Linked DNA regions of Sus scrofa: all the other regions are linked to region 1. The links are chromatin contacts, called in public Hi-C and HiChIP or PLAC-seq maps. All regions are on one chromosome and are shown on one strand. Each heading gives the region's core, a stretch centred on a gene start, on an enhancer-like site or on the middle of the called end of the contact. The rest is flanking DNA. Distances are from core to core; before and after follow the strand shown. Region 1 holds the start of LRCH1 (leucine-rich repeat and calponin homology domain-containing protein 1). Region 2 overlaps LRCH1 (leucine-rich repeat and calponin homology domain-containing protein 1). Region 3 holds the start of RUBCNL (protein RUBCNL-like). Region 4 overlaps LRCH1 (leucine-rich repeat and calponin homology domain-containing protein 1).

Region 1 (3,062 bases), core at 401-2,900:
AGGAAATTTGAAAATTTTCTGTGTCTTGCTTCTCACTGGCTTTTGGAGAAAAGAATAGTGAGGAAAGGGACTGGTAGGTTGCTTTTTTATAGGTACCCTTTCGTTGTCACCGTCATCATCATCATTTTCAAGCCTGGTTTTTACACATCTAGGAGGCAGAGGGGTCGAAGGCTTTGGTGAGAGAGGGTGTTTGGGGGGAGGATACCAGCAGGTGGCGCTTGTCTCCTCCTTGGAGGTTAGAAAGCTGTAATTCTAGAATCCCACAGGAGTCAAAGCGACTTACTATGCACGCAGTCAATGCCAGTGACATAGATCATGCCAGGCGTTAGGCCCCGCCTCGGGCTCAGGTCATCCTCTTTCTGCAACACCACTTAAAAAAAATGACTCCCCCGCTCCAAGCGTTGAATTATTTTCTCACTCGGCCCTCATCCTCACTTCCCCTAGCTTAAGTCGCTCAAGGGGGCGCTGCTCAAGCCTAGGGTGTAGAGCAAAAAATAAAGGCTCCCTCCCAGGGAGCTGGAGCTGGAACTTTGGGAAAGAGTGGGACTTGATCCATCTGCCAGCTGATCTGCTCTTATGGTGTCAGATGCTCTGTCACCTCTGGTGTTGCAGGCGTTGGTCTGGGCTGAACTGAAATTCGCTTGCAGGCAGATAGATGAGCTCCCATGCCCCGCAGGGGTAAGAAGAGCCCACGCGGGTACCTTGACGATACCAGTGCGCAGGCTTCAACTGTGACTGAGTTACCGGCCAGTTGGGGTCAGGGACTTTCTGACCTCTCCAGCTCCACACAGTTCCAAGCTCAGCCACAGCCAGCCCATCTTTCTCCTGTGCCAGAGGGGTCTGTCTACCATAACGCCACCTTCATTTTGAAAGTCCTTTCTTTCTGTGCCTGTGGTTTTCTGCCATCACTCAGAAAACTTTCTGCCCGGCTGCTATTTGTTTGCAGTGGGGTTCAGCCCGAGTTTACAGGAAGGAGGGCGGCCCTAGAACCTGAAGGCTCCACTTTCGAAACCAGCTCCGTCTCTGACTGCGCGGGTGACCTCAGACTAGTTTCTAAACTTCCCCTGGGGAGTGGAGAAGGCGGTTTTTCTGCTCGTGGGGTCCCTGGATTAATTGAGATCATTCCTGTAGACGACTTAGATCAGCGTCTGGCTCATTGGCGGTGCCCACCTGCCAAGGGTCCTCCGTTGGCCAGACCCCCCCACGGTGAAAAACTGCCTTCCCTGTGGGTCAAAGAACAAGAAAAATGTGCAGACTTGAGATAACTTCACCTCCCCGTGATCTCACTGTATTTCACATCCCATCTATTGGCTCGCCACTGTCTTCTCAGATCCCCTAAAACCTCTGCTTCCGTAAAGCCCTCTAAGGGGCAAAAAGAGCCCCAGAGGGACGTTCGGCATTTGAATGAAAGTGACCCCTGGGCAGGCGTCCAGCCCCGCCCCCCCGCCCGCCCCGCCCCGCCCCGCGTTCAGAGAGAAGGGCCCGGCGGCGCGCGGCGGAGGAGGGCTCGGGGCTGGGCTGGCCGCTCGCGGGAAGGAGGAGGAGAGAGCGGGCGGCGGAGGAGGGGAGCGCGCCGAGAGGAGGGAGCAGGGGCGGGAGGAGACACATGCGCGCTGCCTGCTGCCGCCGCCGCCGCCGCCGCTGCCGCCGCCGCAGTCCTTAGCTTCCCGGGGACAGGAAACCTTCGAGACCAAGCTGCCGCTGCCGCTGCCGCCTCCCCGTCTGCTCCTCGTACCGCGCGCCTGCCACACCCTCCTCCCGCTCTTGCAGCATCTTTCGGTGGAGCCCTGCAGGAACTCGGCCCGGGCAGCTGTCTCCCTTTCCCGGGTAAAGCTGTGACCCCCCCGCAGGAGCGGCGGGGCGGGGTGGGGGGGCCCGGGAGAAGATGGCGACGCCGGGAAGCGAACCCCAACCTTTCGTCCCTGCCCTTTCGGTGGCTCCTCTGCACCCACATCATCATCCCCACCACCACCACCACCACCAGCAGCAGCAGCTCCACGGAGGAACCGGAGCCAGCGGCGGGCCCGGGGGAGGCGGCGGCGGCGGAGGCAGCGGGGGCTTCAACTTGCCCTTGAACCGGGGGCTGGAGCGCGCGCTGGAGGAAGCGGCCAACTCCGGGGGATTGAACCTCAGTGCCAGGAAACTGAAGGAATTTCCCAGGACTGCGGCCCCCGCGCACGACCTCTCGGACACGGTGCAGGCAGGTGAGAGAGGGCCGTGGGCGGGCAGTGGGTGTGGGTGGCTGGTTGTCGTGCCTTCCCGGACGCGGTGGCCGGTCTGAGATCTGGCCTTGCTGGGGGTCCAGCGGCCCGTGCTCTCCCGAGGAAGGGAGCCGCGGGGGCGATCCCGCTGTGCGGCGCCGAGAGAGCGGGACTGCTCCCCGCCGCAGCGCCCACGAGCGCGGGGGTCTGCGGCTCCGCACCCGGCGGCGGCCGCTCGGGGGATGCGGCAGCCAGGCTGGGACCTGCGGGCGCGCCCCGTGCGCGCCGTGGATGTGGGAGGTTTTCGCCCGCCGCAGCTGCTTCCTGGGCCCCGCGTGGGGTCTGAGGACCCGTCCGCGGTGTCTGCACCTCCGTCCCGGGCAACTCCGCTTTACTGGGAGGCGTCGCGGCTCTTGATGGGGAACCCCAGACAAAGGTGGCGCGGCCTCCGCCGACTGGAGGGCACCGGCTCGGTGCCTCGAGACCCTCTCGGCGGCCTCGCGCAGCGATCGGGCAACTTGGTGCCGCCTGCGAGGAGGTGCCGAGGCTCCCCCTTCCTGCGCCTGTGCGAGGAAGGAGCGGCGGCGGTGGTCGGGAAGCCGAATCGCGGCCACTTGGCAAGGCGGTTGGCTGCCTAGTGCCTTGCCTCTAGCTAACCGCCCACGCGGCTTGGTTTCTGCCACCGAGGCTACCTAGTTCTCAGTAACCCAATCTTTGCGGGGGCCCTGGAGAGGACGGCCTGGCATGTTTTAAAGAAAAAAAAAGTAAAGTGAGCCGGTTTTCCTCGGTGAGCCGGGCAAGTTGTAACTCGCGCCAAGGAGCATACAGGGTTTTCAAGTTATGTCATGTGTTGACATATTT
Region 2 (3,062 bases), core at 366-2,865, 97 kb after region 1:
AAAAAATCTATTCGTTGTTTCCAAAAGGCAGTGGAGCTGAAACAGTCAATCATAGTGTTAGTTAAATTGTGTTCAAGAGGAAAAAGCCTCCGAGTGAGGCTTTTAGAGATTCTTTGAGTGAAATGATTACGCTTTGGGACAGGAATTCCCCCTTCCCCCTGGCCAATTCTGTCTGCGCTGGTCGTTTAAAATCTTATCTCCTGATTTTTTTGGGCAGCACTTTGGATAGGAGAGGTGCAGTAGAGAAATCAATTTTTGCTGTCAACATTTCAGTAATGCATTCAGTAAAAGGCCACCTATATTTAATTACCTCTTTAGTATTGTATGGGCTTAATAGGTATCAGCTGCTAATAAAATCACTGGGCCAAGAGTCTAATCTGTCATTGTATCCTTTTTGGCATTTACCAAAAATAATTTCTCTTTCTTACTTCCTTCAGCCTGGGAAGGGTAACCTTCAAACCAACTGAGAGATTGTTCACTCATAATACGCAGTTGGCTTTTTTTCTTCTTTTATCTCTGATTTCTTGTTTTATCATGAAACATGTGTATGTGTGGTTGCTTCATGCACTTGTCAGCTAGATTTTTAAGCTCCTTCCCAGCCCAGGCCTTTTTTTCTTGCCAGAAATTCTGTATTCGGAACCCAGCATTAGCTAACATAATGATAGAGACTATTCTTGGAGTCCTTTCCTCTGTGCCCGGTGCCGCTCTGAGGTCTTTATATGTATCATCTCATTTAATCCTTCCAATAATTCAGAGCGGCCAGTACTATTATTATTCCCGTATTGTAGGTGAAGAGACGGAAGCATAGAGAAATTAAGTAATTGTTTCCAAATCCACACACTAAGAGGTGGGATCAGGATTTGAACTCAGGCTGTCTGCCCGAAGAACCGGCTTTCCTACCACATGCGTTCAGTTCATTCAGTGAATATTTATTAAGCTCTTACTGTATACCAGGGAACAGTGCAAAGATCTCAATCTTCATGGAACTTAACATTCTAGTAGAGTGAGAAAGTTCACCAAAATATGTGAATAAATTGTATGCCTTGTTAGAAGGCTACCCAAGTGCTAAGACAGAAAAATGTCGAGCAGAGGAAGGCAGTGAAGAGGGTATGTTGACACTTTAGATAATCAGGGAAGACTTCCATGGTTCAGGCTGAGGATTTTTTTTTTTTTTTTTTTTTTTTTTGGTCATTTTAGGGCCACACCCCTGGCCTATGGAGGTTCCCAGGCTAGGGGTCGAATCAGAGCTGTAGCTGCTGGCCTGCACCACAGTCACAGCAAGTCAGGATCCAAGCCCCATCTGCGACCTACACCACAGCTCACCAGATCCTTAACCCGCTGAGCAAGGCCAGGGATCAAACCTGCGTCCTCATGGATGCTCGTTAGATTGGTTTCCGCTGGCTGAGCCACAGCGGGAGCTCCAGGCAGAGGAATTCTTTAACAAATCTCTTCGGTTGGACAGCATTTTTTGGTTGTTGGATCTCTCTGAGATGTAGCCTGAGATCTTAAGTGACTCACTCAAAATTTTTATGAAAATCTGCTCATCAGTTCTGCTTGTTTAACCCTGCAAGCGTCTGGTGGTTGTATCTCCACAGAGTCAAGGATGACTCAGCCCGTGGGCTCGCTTCACTGCCTGGAGCAGAGTCCCTCGTTCCAGCGCCTTTCCGAATGTGCGGGAGTCCTGGGAGCGCCCTGCGGGTGCTGAATCACGGGGCGGGTGGGGTGTCTGTGCCGAAGGAGGAGTGGGGGCAGTGAGGAGCAGTCAGAAACCCGGGACATTGTGGAGGGGTCCCCTTTAGAAGGACATTGCTGAGATTCTTCCAGCAGGACCCCTGCCTTCCTAGGGGAAGAGGGATGTGGCTTGTCCAGGTAGAGCAGGTGGCCCCCAACCATCCTTCCATCCAAAGATTCTCTCTCAGCAGCGGTCCCTGGAGGGACCAAGCAGGAGGGGAGGAGGTGGCCTGGCACAGAGGGTCCCCCTTCACTATCAGGAAGACAGCGGGTCCCCTAGGCTTGTCTGTGGGTCGGGGGTTTGGATTTCTCTGTGAAGGACACACATTTCACCCAGTTATTGAGACATCACAATTAGTGTTTATCTTCTAAAATTAAATGTCCGTGATAACATGTTTACCCTCCAGCTCAAAAAATGGATCATTGGGTCCTTCCGGCCCTGGGCATGATTCACTGCCAATGATGAGGCCTTTTCTTCCGACCAGAAAGCAAGACGTTGCAAACGAGGTTCCCAGCTGCCCCTGGTGGCCGGGAGCTCAGGATGTTGTTGCTGGAGAACCGGGGCCTCCAGTTCCTCCCGAGGCACCACTTTCCTTTTTTATACAAAAACAACGTCGTGCCTCCGAGGGTGCTGACTGCACACCAGATTCCATTGACTGTTTTTCTACCCTCCTCTGCTTATTTTTATTCATCTGGCTACTTTATTTTAGGGCTTTGCGAAGCTTGTTTTGGCCGGGGCGAAACTTATTGTTTTATTTCTGGCCGCTCGGCTCGCCCGTGAACGCTTCAGTGAAGAAGCGGCAGCAGGGAGGGTGCGGTTCTGGGGTTTGGATTTGCTGCTGGGGGTTCGATCCCCAGGGCCGCGTGAGCCCCCCGGGGATGTTTCCAGCCAGGAGGACCCCATCCAGCTCGGGTGGCAACCACGTACCCAAGACACAGGCTCTGCTTGCCGGAGAAAATATTACGACCTGGTCAGAGATGACTGACTTTTAGTCCAGAGCTGTGATAGGGGATCATTCATGCCTCCTGACCCGGCACCCGAAATGACTCTGTTGATTTTTTAAAAAATTAGAGATAGCCACAGAACAATTGAGCTTCCCTAGCTGTCATCCTCCCAGGCTGAATCAGCAATGGTTCAGGGCTTTGGTGGCCTACGTACTGGTTTAGTTCTTGTGTTTACCACCTGACTAGCTCTGGGTCCTCAGGCAAATTACCTAACCTCTCTGGGCCTCAATGTCTACACATAATGGGGAGCTTTAATAAGAGCACCTGCCTCTCTGTTATGGTGAAGATACAATGAGGGAAGAATCTAATTTTCTATGACACAGCCA
Region 3 (3,062 bases), core at 396-2,895, 89 kb before region 1:
TACCCAGCGCGGTTAAGCAGCAAAAAGATTGTTTGCCACCAGGTTTGGGCTTGTTGGGGAGGCGGTCCTCCCCCGGCCTTCGCCATCTGTGTGCGCGCTTTTGTGGAACCGAGAAAAGCCACCGAGTCTGCAGCTGCAACCCCGCGTCCAGAAGGGACCGCGCCGGGCGCAGGCTTTGCGCTCACCTAGAGTCTCCCTGCGCTAAAGTGCCTTGTGATCCGGCTCCTGCGTCCCTCCGGATGCTAGCCAAGCACAGAGTCGCCCGCCTACTCCCTTGCAAGTCAACTCCACAAAAATCTGCGACCCGCTGCGACGAGCCCCCCTCCCACCTTCTCCCAGGGACTTGGCACAGCCCAGACTTACCTTGGGGTACCCAGTCTCCGCTCTGCGCACGCCTTTCTCGACCCCCTTTCACCACCCTCCTCTCCAGCGGCCTCTTCCCACTTGAACCCCCAGCCCCGCTCGGCTCACCCAAGTGGTGGAAAGCCAGGTGGGCGCCGCGCGTGGGCTCCTCAGGGGCTCGGGTCGGAGCAGTGCTGTTAGGTCACTACGCCCCCCAGGGGCCGAGAGACGGAGCGAGGAGGGGGAAGAGGCGCCCTGACGCCGCCACCATTTCTCCCCGCACCAAAAAAAAAAAAAAAAAAAAAAAAAAAAAAAAAAAAAAATCCGGGGCTCCGGCTGCAATCCGAGAAACTGCTAAGGAAAGGGAAGCGCCACTCCTGGGCCTGGGGCTCGCTGGGAGACGCTGAGGCGGCGAGCTCCTGGAAGGAACTCGGGCCCCCAGCGCTCCCCCGACCTCGGGCCCCGGGCGACGCGGGCTGACGACAGCCAGAGCAGCTGTGCTCCGCTCTCCCCCGGTTCTCTCCGGAAATCACGCCCTACCCTCTCTGGGGGCCCAGGTGGAAAAGAGCTTTTCGGGATCGAAATGAGATAATCGCAGACCTGGCAGACGTGAATGCCCAACCCCAAAGCCCCAAGCAGCGGTTTAGAGCACCACTGTAACTGCCTGAAATGATGATCTATTTTTGTAATTGGGATTCAAGCCCGCGCTGAAACCAATGGGCCCAGCGTGGACCTGCAACTTACCCGGAGCGAGAGCCGCGTCTTTCTGACCTCAGCCGGCTGCTCCCCGGCCACTGGGAGGGCGCCACTGTCAGCATTCGTCCAACCTAATCGTCACCTCGTCCTCTTGCAGCGAGGGGGTTGGAATCCCATCACAGCTGTGCCGCCGAGAGCGCGCAGATCGCGGTGGAGGCTGGGGAGACGCTGCCAACCAATACAGAAAGTTTTCACAAATAGAAACCTAAGCCCTGACAGTAGGGCTGAGTGCACGGCGACCCTGCCCCCTAGGGAGCTGCAGCGCGCTCTGTCAGCGCCCCTCACGTCTCTTGGGGAAAGAATCTCCCAGTTCCCTGCCCTGGTAACAGCACGCAGATAAGCCCCTCCCGGCTTGCTTAAGGAGAGGCCCTTCTCCGTACAACCCGCATCGCACTGCCTCTGGTCCCTTGGCTTTGTCCTTTGTCACTTCCAGGCCGTGGAAGCACAGTCACAGGTATTTTGGGCTTTATTTGCCAGGTGTGTCTTTGAAACACCCCCTCCTTGCTCCAGCCCGGCATGGAGTAGTTAAGAGCTGCGCACAGTCGCAACTTCTTCACATGAAGACCTAAGTGGGAAGCCAGGGAAAGGCTGTCAATCACCCGCTGACCTTGAGGGCAGCCTGAAGAACGTTGGATGCCTGGTGTTCTGCCTCAGGAATTCAAGTCTGCTGAAGGCTGACTGACATGACATTAAATCACGGGCGTTCCGTGGTGGCCTAGCGACAAAGGATGCCACGGTGTCACTGCTGGGGTTCAGGTTCAATCCCTCTCCCAGAAACTTCCACATGGCACCTGAGTAGTTAAAAAAATAATAATCTGGAGTTCCCGCTGTGAGGCAATGGGATCCGCAGGGGCTTGGGAACGCCTGGATGCAGGTTTCATCTGTGGGCTGGCCCAGTAAGTTAAGGACCCAACGTATTCACAGTTAAGGTTTAGGTTGCAACTGTGGTTTGGATCTGATCCCTGGCCCAAGAATTCCATATGCTGCGGGGTGGAAAAAAATAAACAAACATACAAACTGAATCGAGAAAGAAAAGAGTTTGGGATGTGAGCTAACACTTCCTGAGTCTCTATGTGCCAGGCACTTTCCTTAATTATTTTAAGCAATCCTATCAACATCCGTTAAAACAAGAAATCATTTGTTCTGATTTCACAGGGGAGGGATCTCTGGCTTAGAGAGGTTCCGTTGCTTGTTCAAGGTCACAGGGCTAGGGAGAAGCACAGTCATGCTTTGAAGGCAGATGTATCTAACACGAAACTTTGTGTCCAGTTTCCATCCAACCAGTAGCAAGACACAGAAAAAGAATGAAATGGAGCAGCCAAAGCCAGACCCTTTTTTCAGGAATATTTAAAGAAGGAGAGGAATCAAGAGGAAACTGAGAGAAAAATCTTAAAACAAGGGCAAATGTCATGCAGAGTAAATCAGAGTTTACTAGTCAAAAAAAAAAAAAAAAAAGAGAGAGAGAGAGAGAGACAGGAGTTCCCTGGTAGACTAATGGTTAAGGATTCAGTGCAGTCACTGCTGTGGCTCTAGTTCGGGAACTTCCACATGGCTCTGGCATGGCCAAAAACAAAACCAACAAAAACCAAACTGAGTAGGTGGTAAACATAGCCCAGAGCAAGACAAGCCGTCTTGTAGGGAAACTGGGAGGTTCTGGACCAAGACAGTAAGTTTGGGCAGTTCTTTGGAATTCCCATCGTGGCAAAGCAGAAACGAATCTGACTAGGAACCATGAGATTGCAGTTTCAATCCCTAGCCTCGCTCAGTGGGGTTAAGGATCTGGCATGGCTGTGGCATAGGCTGGCAGCTATAGCTCCATTTGACCCCTAGCCTGGGAACGGGTACGGTCCTCATAAGCAAAAAAAAAAAAAAAAAAAAAAATTGGGCATTTCCCTCTGAAGCCACTTTAAAATCATCTTTACCAATAGGTAAAGATCCTATAAATGTACTTTTTTTTTTTTTTT
Region 4 (3,062 bases), core at 185-2,684, 77 kb after region 1:
GTCTGCCTCGTCCCCCAGAGGCTCCTTCTCTTCCTGTTTTGAGCCGCACGACTCAGGACATCTTGGGATCATTACAGTAGAGCTGTGCTTGAGCACCTTTTCTTGTATTTAACAGCCTTTTCAGCCCCCTTCCCCAGCCCAGACAGAAGGTGTGCCAGTATCATGGCAATACAGTCAGATTTTTCTCCATCTGCATCAGCCCCCCTGTGGGAGGTGCATGGCAGGTACCAAGGTGCGCTTTTCTGCGCATGCTCGCTTAGCGCCTAGTGGCTTCAGGACGGGCTGTGTTTACCCCCCGAGTCTAGCGCGCGGTAGGAATGCCTTGCACGTCGAATGAATGGAGACCAGGCTGACTCTGGAGAGTCCAGCTCTGAGGATAAGTGCCTGGATGCCATGCAAACGAGTTTAGAGCACAAGTTGAGACTTTGTAGGAAACCGTAGAAGATGAACTGAGCGAGAGAATGATGGGCTTTCATGTGCATCCTCAGCAGTTAATTCTCACACATTAGATGCGGGGAGAGGTTGGAGGGAGGCTTTTGACAAAGTCTAGGTGAGCAGCGACGGAGCTCTGCGTTGCTTATTTCCTGCTGCTTGAACTAAATTTCTCGGAAAAGAGAAATCTAATATATGATGTATACAATAAATCTGACATTGTAATACCCTTCATATTATAAAGTTATAGAAAGCCTAGTATAATAAGGGAATACAGGGTGTTAGTAACCATCTTATACTCAGAAAGGATAATATTTTATAAACAGCTGATTTTTTTTACAGTGTCTTATATGATAGTAACGTAGAACCCATCAAGTGGGTAGAGTGTTGCTTTGAGAAGTGTGCATTCATCTCTTGGTCGCTTTGTCCAGTCTCTTCTCTATGCTCTTAGAAGCTAGAAGGACTGAACAGATGGATAAGATACGGGGCTGTTTGGGTTCCAGACACTGGGCTCCCAGCAAACACTGCATTATTCCTCCTTAGATACTAGACATGTGTGTGCAAGGTACGAGTGTAAATCAGTCCTGAGTGACTTGAATTAAGTGGAATTTTCTAACCAAAGTCACTATTTAAAGAAGCCCTGGGATGAAACTTCTGTGAAATAAGCGCACTCTCATTTCTACCCTTGTTCCCCAGGCAGGGTATCCTGTAGCTTCTGTGTGGATTGAATTCTAGTTGGCTTACAACCTGCTTGGCGTGTACCATTAACCAGCTCAGTGACACGGGAGCCCTCCAAAAGAAATAAAACAATCTAGCATTGTACAATCTCGGCTAGTAAATAGATTTTAATTCTCTTCAGCTTGGGTGGGTGTGATTTGCATCTTCCCTAACAGACAAGCGTCTGCAAGTGTTTTGCCTCCAGAAGCTCATTAAAAATCAGTGCAAAGCCTGACAGTGACTCTAACAGCAGGCAATAACTTGCAGCAGCCTTGTAAGTGGATGGCATTTCCAGTATCAGTGACGCTTCCTCATTTGTCTCGAAGCGCCCCATGGAAGTTTAGTCCTGTAAGATTTAATATGATTCCCACAATGCTGATTTTTTAATCAACCCCAGGGGAACTGTGAAAGAACCTACAGAGGGACAACAAAAATCCTCAGATTGTCTATTTATTGAAATTAATTTATGCTCTGAGTTAAGCGAAAAAAAAAAAATTACTTTCAAGTATGAACAGCCGGACAGCCTGCAGAAATTTCCAACAGTGTTCCAGAGCCCTGTGGTAAAGCCGGCGTTTCTGTCGTGCTCCTTTAACACGCCCTTTTATTTTTGTAAAAAACTTTGCAATTCGTAATTTCAGTGAAGCAGCTTTGTTGTTGCGTCATACTGTCCATTGAGCCGAAGCCTTTTGGGAAAACGGCATTTGGAGAGGGACCCAGGGTGTAATAGCTGATCCCGCTGGCACGTGTCCCAGAGTAAGCGGGGCTGGAAGCTTTTAGTGTAGTTAAAAGATGCCGGGCTGTCATTTGCATCCATTGACACTGAGCAAGGAGGTTTCAGCCTGCGATTTATAGTCTGCTTCCCAGGAGAGCAGCTGGGGAAGAGCTGCGAATTCCGTGTGAGCTGGGGACCTGTCATCTGGTGTGCTTAATGCAATTCCACCTCATCTTGGGAGCAGTTTCTGGGACCTGATCATCATAATAATGCATGCTCATGGTGAAAGATAATGCTTGTGGTTATGAGAATGTGCAGAACTGAGTTGGGGCTTGGCATAAAGGTGGCAGTGGGGGGAGAAGGCAGATATTTGATAAATGGATGGTGATGAGGAGAAGGCAAGTGTTTTGGATAAGGAAAGCCACACACATATGATTAAGAGCCTTAACAATATTTATAAAATGATAGCTTTTCAGTACTAGTAAGACAAAGTGGCCCATCTCTGGCTTCCTTTATAAAAATCTACTTCATCCTTGGAGGGTGCCTTTTTGTTGTTTTTGTTCAAAGTCATCCTATCCCTCCAGGGATATGTTTAATTAATCCCATCATCTTCCATTAGTGACTGTGCCAATTTGATCATTCTTTTCCCTTCTGCTGCCCAGCCCCCTTTTCTTGACTCAAAGAATAATTAATGCAACCATGACTCTGTTTCCTCCCCCAGCACATCTTCTGCAGACTGAGTTTATGTAAGATGGTCAGATTTGTGGACATACTAGAACACTCCATTGTCAGAGCCGCCTTTCATTGGTTCTGTTCGCTGGTGTTTGATTTGACTGGCGTGGCGTTTGGAAGTGGTTGTGATCTATGCCGTCATTGGAAAGCACTTTGGGGAGGATCCAGGACCCACCAAACTGATGAGAATGAGCTCACTTGGACAGCCGCTCAGTCTCTCCCCATTCGGGACCCCCACCCCCACCCCCGCTCACAGACATGCGGGCTGTTGTGCTGATAAACCTCCATTTTCAGTGCAATATACTCTTTCATATTTTTCCTTCCCGAGAAGACACAGATGTCTCTTAAAATGGCTGGACTCTCAGAGATGGCACAGAGTTGAAGAATCTTGCGGGGAATCAGTGGAGCCTGAAGAGCTTCTGTGGCGAGAATGTCCCAGAACAGGTGCAGGACTGAGAGCAATTCCTGT

What was found. Hi-C and Micro-C count contacts between places; a contact is called where the count stands out from the background. HiChIP or PLAC-seq counts read pairs in DNA pulled down with a chosen protein or histone mark.
Region 2: a contact with region 1 is called in an H3K27ac HiChIP or PLAC-seq map of skeletal muscle. The contact joins the enhancer-like site here to the promoter of LRCH1 in region 1. A contact is called at or near these places in 9 of 47 Hi-C or Micro-C datasets (alveolar macrophages, blood, embryonic fibroblasts and 5 more) and 2 of 2 datasets of contacts at active chromatin or transcription factors (alveolar macrophages and skeletal muscle).
Region 3: a contact with region 1 is called in a Hi-C map of mesenteric adipose tissue, with 2.5 times the contacts expected there. The contact joins the promoter of RUBCNL here to the promoter of LRCH1 in region 1. A contact is called at or near these places in 2 of 47 Hi-C or Micro-C datasets (heart right ventricle and mesenteric adipose tissue) and 1 of 2 datasets of contacts at active chromatin or transcription factors (alveolar macrophages).
Region 4: a contact with region 1 is called in an H3K27ac HiChIP or PLAC-seq map of skeletal muscle, with 4 times the contacts expected there. The contact joins the enhancer-like site here to the promoter of LRCH1 in region 1. A contact is called at or near these places in 11 of 47 Hi-C or Micro-C datasets (alveolar macrophages, blood, epiblast stem cells and 6 more) and 2 of 2 datasets of contacts at active chromatin or transcription factors (alveolar macrophages and skeletal muscle).

The regions. Positions count from the first base shown.
Region 1 is chr11:20,905,159-20,908,220 of Sscrofa11.1, reverse strand. It overlaps LRCH1 (leucine-rich repeat and calponin homology domain-containing protein 1), which reads left to right and starts at 1,650. Exons shown (of 20, transcript XM_013980521.2): 1 at 1,650-2,204. The coding sequence starts at 1,886.
Region 2 is chr11:20,808,589-20,811,650 of Sscrofa11.1, reverse strand. The region is part of intron 1 of LRCH1 (leucine-rich repeat and calponin homology domain-containing protein 1); the gene reads left to right. Among named protein-coding and RNA genes, the nearest start is that of LRCH1, 96 kb to the left of the region's middle. Within about 2 kb of position 1,615, at least 22 of the 83 cell types and tissues checked have an H3K27ac peak or open chromatin away from gene starts, as enhancers often do. A contact at or near this core is called in retroperitoneal adipose tissue, skeletal muscle and subcutaneous adipose tissue, where this site is marked.
Region 3 is chr11:20,994,022-20,997,083 of Sscrofa11.1, reverse strand. It overlaps RUBCNL (protein RUBCNL-like), which reads right to left and starts at 1,645. Exons shown (of 14, transcript XM_021065589.1): 1 at 1,087-1,645.
Region 4 is chr11:20,828,368-20,831,429 of Sscrofa11.1, reverse strand. The region is part of intron 1 of LRCH1 (leucine-rich repeat and calponin homology domain-containing protein 1); the gene reads left to right. Among named protein-coding and RNA genes, the nearest start is that of LRCH1, 77 kb to the left of the region's middle. Within about 2 kb of position 1,434, at least 13 of the 83 cell types and tissues checked have an H3K27ac peak or open chromatin away from gene starts, as enhancers often do. A contact at or near this core is called in skeletal muscle, where this site is marked.